2 separate regions of the Oncorhynchus mykiss genome follow, and region 2 is linked to region 1. A link is a contact called in public Hi-C data. All regions are on one chromosome and are shown on one strand. Each heading gives the region's core, a stretch centred on a gene start, on an enhancer-like site or on the middle of the called end of the contact. The rest is flanking DNA. Distances are from core to core; before and after follow the strand shown.

What was found. A called contact is a pair of places that touch in the nucleus more often than the background predicts.
Region 2: a Hi-C map of liver shows a contact between it and region 1, with 8 times the contacts expected there. The contact joins the promoter of smap1 here to the enhancer-like site in region 1. A contact is called at or near these places in 2 of 3 Hi-C or Micro-C datasets (blood and liver).

The regions. Positions count from the first base shown.
Region 1 is chr1:71,988,780-71,993,216 of USDA_OmykA_1.1, forward strand. No RefSeq gene overlaps it. Among protein-coding and RNA genes, the nearest start is that of LOC110528682, 10 kb to the right of the region's middle. Within about 2 kb of position 2,737, at least 4 of the 11 cell types and tissues checked have an H3K27ac peak or open chromatin away from gene starts, as enhancers often do.
Region 2 is chr1:72,101,750-72,106,332 of USDA_OmykA_1.1, forward strand. smap1 (stromal membrane-associated protein 1) reads right to left here and starts at 2,278. Exons shown (of 12, transcript XM_036984638.1): 1 at 1,809-2,278. The coding sequence starts at 1,926.

The DNA.
Region 1 (4,437 bases), core at 1,487-3,986:
CGACTGTTATACATTTAGCATATGTCTTGCATTCGCAAATTCACTCTGGCTATCTACTCCGAATTCAGACGACTGAATATGAATATGACCGGTGTCAGTAAACGTAGCCAAAACAGCCTAACAAGCTCAGCAAGTAAAATGGTCAGAGTGAGGTGTTCTCTCATTTGTGTCTGGAAGTAGCTAGCTAACAAGCTAGCCAACTTTAGCCAGTTAGCTTGGGTGCTTGGTTTTTGACAAGCATGCATTTACAGGCAAGCTGCAGAATGACGAGTAGGCTACAATTTCCCATTGTTTATCAGTGCAATTTTGACAGCCAACTAGCTCAAGAAGTTGAGGGTTTATCTAATGTTCCTTCGTTAGATTTTAGCTGATCTTGCTTGGGCTAGCATTAGTTGTTGATCTTGTTGTTGATGTGCATAACTGAGGGAGAGAGAACCTACCTTTTCATGTTTGTTTGATGAATGACTGTAAAGTTCCCAAATGTAAGAGGACTTCCGCGGTGTTGACATATTTGTAGAAATCCATTCAAATGAGTTCTAATGATCTAAAGTCGTGCTGTTGCAACTTCCTGTAAACACACAGTCCAATTAAAAGTGAATGATGGCAGGCCCATCTGCCTGTAAACACACAGTCCAGTTCAAAGTGAATGATGGCAGGCCCATCTGCCTGTAAACACACAGTCCAGTTCAACGTGAATGATGGCAGGCCCATCTGCCTGTAAACACACAGTCCAGTAAAACGTGAATGATGGCAGGCCCGTGTGGCAAATGGCTTGTTTGTATGAAGGCCTACTTTATCTCTGATTGGCTATAGCGCACCGGTCTTGGACGAGACGGATGTTTTTTATTAGGTTTTATTTGCTGCAGTGTCCATTAGTTGTCCAAACGCACAGCAGCTTTCCCACTATATTGCTATAGAATTTTCACAAATGCCTTAGTATACGTAATTCCTAAACCTTCTAAGAATTTATGAAAATGTGAACATTTTTACGTTTGATATTCTTCCTGGGGCTGTAGATGAACAGATTTTAGTCAGATTTGAGTAAGTAAGGGGCTGAATTGTGCTGTGTTTAAGAAGTCAAAGCCCTTTGGATGAGTTATCTGTATCTTGATTTTAATATGTTTTTTCTTCTCTCTGTTCTTAGCCCTTCTGCTCCTCCCCCTTCTTCTCAGAGCAGAGCAAGCAGGCCCATTGCCCTAGCGATTCCACACAGACATAGCGTGTACACATGCTGCTCCAGAGCCAGTACTGTTCTTCCTTCCGACAAGTACGTCTCTCAACTTTGTTCATTTACACAATGTCCTTTGTTCACATTTGCTTATAAATGTTCTAAACTCACCAAAAATTATATTTGGTAGCTCCTACCTATATATGTATAACTTTGAGTTGGATTGCCTCTGCGCTCGTTAAACATATTTAGCTAGCAGTCTCAATGGAAATTCACAATTATTTGTGCTAATTTTGTTAGCATTCTGGTAATAGACACCGAATGGGCTTTTTTTTGGTGTTTTTTGGCCGGTAATACCATAAAACCTGGAATGAGAGGACGGTATGACAATAAGAGAAAATCTGGATACTGTCCAACCATAGTGGAAACCCTCGATGGCGCTGCCCTTGCTAAAATGCTTTTGGCCGCTAGAGGCCTCTATCATTCTCTGCTTGCAGATCACACATTGCATCGGAAGTACCATAGAATTACTGCCTTATATATTATCCAGAATGACTATAGGCCTGATTCCACACTGAACACTGCTTCTCTTCCCTTGATGACTCACTCTTGCAGGTCTTAAAAGACTGCAGAGGTGTTGGCATGGTGATAGTTCCAGCTCTTCAAATAGGGTGAAGTTGAGAGTTTCTGTGTTAGTGTGTGCTTTTAATAACAGTAAATATGTGTCATTTGTTTGATCTAACAATTGTTTTAAATGTTCAATGTATTTTGAATTTGATGAATAAAGGCTATTCTTCACCACAACCTTCTCTGTTTTGTAATTAATCATGTGTGTCATTTATTTCAATGAGAGTAAAACACTCATGGGTTTACTATCATCCTCGAGACTAAACCATGGGTTTACTATCATCCTCGAGACTAAACCATGGGTTTACTATCATCCTTGAGACTAAACCATGGGTTTACTGGGTTTACCATCATCCTCAACTCTTGCGGTGCTGTTGGTCTCACTTGGACTGTTTAGGGGATTCACATGCTTTCTATCTCTATTCCAATATTTATATCACTGCTTGTCTTTCTGCCATGAGGAACTGAAACCTGGGTCACAGAGCTGACCTGGGGATTTCTGCGGTGAATGGAACAGCTGGCTGAGCCACCCCTCTCTCTCACAAACACACCACACACACACACACGCACAATGCTGTTATACACTATGACATTAACACATTCGCACACAAAATTACTGCACACAAATAGACATGGAATAACATGTACTTTGTACAGCTGGAGAGGCAGGATTATGTGAGTATTGTGATCATGTTGGATCACAGTAACAGTCTGACCAAGAAAGGTCAAAGGTTAATCAAGCACATTGTGTGTGTGTGATTCCATCTCATGTAACCTTCTGTGAACCCCCTTAACCACATATCATTGAATCATTCATTCATGGTCAACTCCTTGGTCAAATAAGTTGGTCAAATGTTGGTCAAATAAGCATACTCCAATATTGTCTTTGTCCTTATGGGTGTAGGCTTCTCTAATTTTCACTTCTCTTTCTGCGCCTTGTTACTCAGAGATCTGCTTTCTAACTAGTTTCGACCTCAGACTGAAACACCCCGAAATGTAAGTCCAGTTTCGTCTGAGAAACCTAGGATGCCATTTTGAAATATAGAGTGGTTATAGTCTCTCGTAACAGACAGCGCATGTGAAATTTGGTTTTGAGTGCCGAGATTAAAGGTCGTCCAATCCAACCATAATACTGTTGCATTTTATATTTTGCAATGTTCATCTGAAGGGCATGATTTAATATTTAATACATTTTATACAGTAGTGGTTTGTTTATGTATGTCCAAGATAAATTCCCCATTTGGAACAAAGTTTCTTATGAATCTTTTCCTCTTTATTTGCCATATGGTACCTTCCAGTTCACATGTGTATTATACAGTATACGAGTTCTGAATGTCACTCTGATTTGTTACATGGAACTGTAGATGAGAACGCACAAACGCTAAATTGGATTAGATGCGTCATATGCACCTCTTACAAATAGCTAATATAATACATACAATGTGTTAGAGGTTGAACTTTTGATTGGCCCACATAACAAAATATTTCTCGCCAAAAATGTGTGGATGTTAGGTGAGGATAATTATGACACCAACTCTGAGGGACAAATCCCTGGAGCCCACTGGTGGTACAGACGGAAAGAAGCTTCTTATCTTATCAGGTGCAGACACAACACCTGCACGAGTTTCCAGTCCAAACTTCAGAGGAAACTGAAACAAGAAGAGGAGTAACACACCGTGAAGCCATCTGGTACAGATAGCTAAGACATAAGCTCTATTCTGGAAGGAGAGTGAATGTCAGTCTCACACATGGGCAGACAGGCGTGCACACAAACAGATCTGTGACATTATTGTAACACATAAAGCACATACACATGCTGTGATACTGGTACAGATGTGTGGTTTTAGGATTAGTGGTTTGTAGTGTGTGTGTGTTACAAGATGAAGAGACAATATTTTGGCCTATTTGGTCCTTCTCTGTAAGACAATGCCGCCAATTGAAATAGTCTCTCTCCTTTACACATACCCACACACAGGGTGAGTCACTCGCTCTGCTCCAGCACCCATTCCAGGAGGCAGCCGCCTCATTCTGTCAGTATGAATCAGTGCTGTGGGTACACTGCACTTAACCCACAGTAACAACCACTCCCCAACACAGAATACCCCATACTCCTACCCAACACACCACAACATCCATCCCCCCAACATAGCTCAACATAAGTACCCCAACACAGCTCACCACAGAATGCCCCAACACAGTTCACCCCAGAATACCCCAACACAGCTCACCACAGAATACCCCAACACAGCTCACCACAGAATACCCCAACACAGCTCACCACAGAATGCCCCAACACAGCTCACCCCAGAATACCCCAACACAGCTCACCACAGAATACGACAACACAGCTCACAGCTCACCACAGAATACCCCAACACAGCTCACCACTACCTCTAATTATACACCACACATTTCACCAGGGAAACTTCTACCCAAATGACACTAGGTGCAGACTGCCTCTACTTCCACTCCCAACACATGACACTGAACCCACCATACCCACACACTCAAATCAAATACATTTTATTTTGTCTCATGCACCGAATACAACAGGTGTAGGTAGACCTTACCATGAATTGCTTACTTACAAGCCCTGAACCAACAATGCAGTTCAAGAAATAGAGTTAAGAAAACATTTACTA
Region 2 (4,583 bases), core at 1,028-3,527, 110 kb after region 1:
AGTGAGTGAAGCGAGAGTGCCTCAGGCCCTTGTTACTCAGTGACGTCTGAAGTCAAATGACTATCAACCCTTACTGCAGCATGACAACACGGAGGAAGAAAGCAGCTGAAAATATCTTCCTCTGATTGCAGAGAAGAGTTGACCCCTAAGCCTGATGAAGGTCTTACCACTAATTCCCAAGTGTATAGTCCAGACTCCAAACAACCCCAGCTCTGATCTCAAAGGCATGGATATTGGTAAACGCAACATGGTGGAGACTGTCCTGAAACCTGAGTTGTAGGTGGGAAGCCATTAAAACAGAAACACACTTATTTGCCCCATCTTGTAGGCCATGGAAGGAGAAGCAGTGAAGGGTGCTGGGTAATTTTCCTTGCCCATTGCGTGGACACTGGAGACATAGAAACCAGAGCTTAGGCAATGAGAAGATAGAGAGAGGAGATAAGCAACACCCCAGTATAGAACGATCCCTCTCTCTCTCTCCCGCTTTCCTTCCATTTTCTCTAACACAGTGCTAAGAAATATGAGCTGACAGCAGCATCTCACAATCATAACCCATAGGCTATGCACACACACAATTTACAGGAACAAATGCCTCACGACACACACACACTTAAACACAACGTGGGCAGACGTAGAGACGGATGCAGCGTGAGCATTCACATATAAAGCACCCAAGGATGCAGCTTGAGTGGAGCTTTCACTTAATAAACAAACACTGACACTTCCTTTTACCTGACTGAGCTATAATTCAGCGTTACATAAAGCAGGATTACATAGGCTAAGAATAGAAAACAAATAGAACCATTCTACAGATTAGAGCCTGCCCAGGATATTTAGCAATGGGTGGGTGTATAGTGCACAAATTTGACAACACACTCCTGGGATAATACCCATGTAGGCTATACAATATATTGTATTCAGATGGAGGTGAATCTGGAATTTGAAAGAGCAATGTGTAGTGTGTGCCAGGTCAACTTTTGTGTCTGACAAAGGATAGTGCAAAGTTGTTGTCAGTTGTCACCTGTCCTCTTCCTGGATGTATCCCTCATTTTACAGCATCATCCATAAACTCTGCTGTTCATTGGCCCCATCTGTCAATCAAACAACCAGCATCCCCCAACCACGTGAGAACCAGTCTGGACTGGACTCTCTCGGAGCTATGGCAACTACAGTCACATCTCAAAAGCCTAACTTTGAGACCAACCAGAGAAACTCTAGAGGGCAAAGCAGATAAGGACCCAGTGGTATGAAATATGGACACGTCATGCTGTTGACTGATCAATGCTCGCATGGTCATGGTCAACACACTTGTAGCTGATAGTGAAATGAAAATAGGGACTGTCCATAAACGAAAGGTAAATGTTAGCAAAACACGTCATCATGACGCAAGAGGCATTCATTAATCACAGATGGGTGGTTCGCTGAACTGAATCAAAACCTGCTTGACAGTCACTGCTAGCTACATCAGGATTGTATGATCCGCCCTTATTGACTTGTGTGCTGGCAATACTGGAGACTGGTCTCCGACATTGTTTTTCCGCTCATAAATAAATTGGAGAGAAGGACATCGGAGCCAATACCTGCTTTTTGTGTTGCTTCCATCGTGCTAGGCTAGCAAGCTATCAACCCTGTCAAATGGAATGACCGGTGTACCTTGGCTAGCTAGCCAATGTCTGTTAGCATGCTCATTCACACTCAGGCAGAAGTCAAACTCCCATGTGTGGCTGGGTGGGATGGCGTATATGAAACCACAACCACTTGGTGGGTTAACCTAGCTTCACTGTCTGTATTTCAGCAGCAGAGATTACCTTTAGCCTCGCAGTCAGCGCAGTGCTTGTTGTCGTCCTCTCGGAGCATTTTGGACAGAATGGCCTGATGCTGCTCATTCAGTTTCTGGGCTTTCTCTCTCTCCGACCGCGTCGACATCTCTCAACAAGTTATGCTGCACTGTTCCTAAATAAAAACACCTACTGTACCCTTACCATCTGTGTCTAATTTACATGCATTAAAGGAAGACCATCCCTGGGTATGTGCAGCTTACTACAACCGTACTGCTCACAGCCAAGCTCAATATGGGAGCTAGTGTTCCGCTAGCAGTACCACTGAGTCGTCACTACTTACCCCAGCCATAAAGGTATAAACCACGCCTATTTCTACAATTTATATTCTTAAACACTGATTTGAAACATAACATTAACCCTAGCCTTCAACACATTGCTAACCTTGTGCCGAACTTTAAATGAAGACCGAAAGGCAAATTGTTTGTATTCATGAATGTTTACGATACAGACAATTTTGACTTTGTGGCTGTGTTAACTGATGGCAACCGTACAGACATGGGAACATCCGGCTTTGAATCTTTCAACTCCGTTGACTTTTATTTGCAATAAAGTGTAACTGCAGACATTGGCTGTGTTCGAGAGCATTAAAACCGTGATATATCATGGGTACATTGTGATTGACTGACTCATCTACAAATAATATTGAATAGTTATTTATGATGCAAGGTGATTTGTAGCTCAGTCAGTCTCACCTTTCGAACGCGCCCATCATCTCTCAGGCTCCCCACTATACTGCCACCTACTGGTGGGATAAGTTTAGACATCATCTCTCAGGCCCCTCTCTACACTGCAAGCTACTTACTGGTGGGTAAGTTTTTTAGACCATCTCTCAGGCCAATTTCTCAGGCCTCTCCAACGCCAAGACCCCTCAATGATATGACTATACTGCCACCTATTGGAAGGATTAGTTTTCGGTTTTGAATAAAATGGTCTGAATGAAACTTATCATAGGGTAAATCCATTTGAATTAGATCCCTTTTTGACAGAAACCCTTTTGATTTAAACAAAACGTTCAATACATGTCTGCCCATGAAAGAGGTGGTCAGAAAGTGACTTTTTGAACCTGAATGACGAAACATTCAGGAGATAAAGGGGCTCAGTTGACCCATTTTGAATACTCCACCATACCATAAGGCATCCATTTCTTCATCACCTGAAAAGATGAACGGTTGAGTTTGATATAATTTAAAAGCTTACAAACAGTGTTGTCTCGTGATTGATAGGGTTAATTGTGCAATGTTTTATCTTAAAATTGATGTGTAATCTGTTGATGTTGGAACTGTGGGAAAACGGTGCTCTGCAATAAAACAGTGGCGGGGGCGAAGGACACTGTGTACCGATGTCCTAGCCGAGCTAGCTAGCTCCTTCCCTCGTTGTAACATTAACAGACCTGACGGAAACAGTGCTCGGCAGGCGGGGGCGAAGGACACTGTGTACCGATGTCCTAGCCGAGCTAGCTAGCTCCTTCCCTCATTATAACATTAACAGACCTGACGGAAACAGTGCTCGGCAGGCGGGGGCGAAGGACACTGTGTACCGATGTCCTAGCCGAGCTAGCTAGCTCCTTCCCTCATTATAACATTAACAGACCTGACGGAAACAGTGCTCGGCAGGCGGGGGCGAAGGACACTGTGTACCGATGTCCTAGCCGAGCTAGCTAGCTCCTTCCCTCGTTGTAACATTAACAGACCTGACGGAAAACAGTGCTCGGCAGGCGGGGGCGAAGGACACTGTGTACCGATGTCCTAGCCGAGCTAGCTAGCTCCTTCCCTCGTTGTAACATTAACAGACCTGACGGAAACAGTGCTCGGCAGGCGGGGGCGAAGGACACTGTGCACCGGTCATGGGTTCATTGTGTATTAGTTTAGATCTTGTGTGTTGTCAGTCGTTTGGACACGATCCTCTCTGAGGTAAAGAGAAAAAAGTATCCGCTTCATGTGTCAGGCCCAGAAGTGACGATCCTGGCTTTGGAGAGGGGCCTGAGAGATGATGGGCCATAGAGTGGTCTGAATACATAGAAGTATTCAGACCACTTGACTTTTTTCCAGATTTTGTTACGTTACAGCCTTACTCTAAAATGGATTGAATTGTCCCCTCCCCCCCTCGTAAATCTACACACAATACCATATAATGACAAAGCAAAAACAGGTTTTCAGACATTTTTGCAAATTTATATTTAAAAAAAAAACCTGAAATATCACATTTACATAAGTATTCAGACCCTTTCCTCAGTACTTTGTTGAAGCACCTTTGGCAGCGATTAAAGCATGGATTCTTCTTGGGTGTGACGCTACAAGCTTGGCACACCTGTATTTGGGGAGTTTCTTCCATTCTTCTCTGCAGATCCTCTCAAGCTCTGTCAGGTCGGATGGGGAGCGTTGCTCCACAGCTATTTCCAGGTTTCTCCAGAGATGTTCGATCGGGTCCAGGCTCTGGCTGTGCCACTCAAGAACATCGAGACTTTTCCCAAAGCCACTCCTGCGTTCTCTTGGCCAAATGCTTAGGGGCGTTGTCCTGTTGGAAGGTGAACCTTTGCCCCAGTCTGAGGTCCTGAGCACTCTGGAGCAGGATTCCATCAAGGATCTCTCTGTACTTTGCTCCGTTAATCTTTGCCTCGATCCTGACTAGTCTCCCAGTTCCTGCCGCTGAACAACATCCCAACAGCATGATGCTGCCACCACCATGCTTCACCGTAGGGATAGTGCAAGGTTTCCTCCAGATGTGATGCTTGGCATTCAGGCC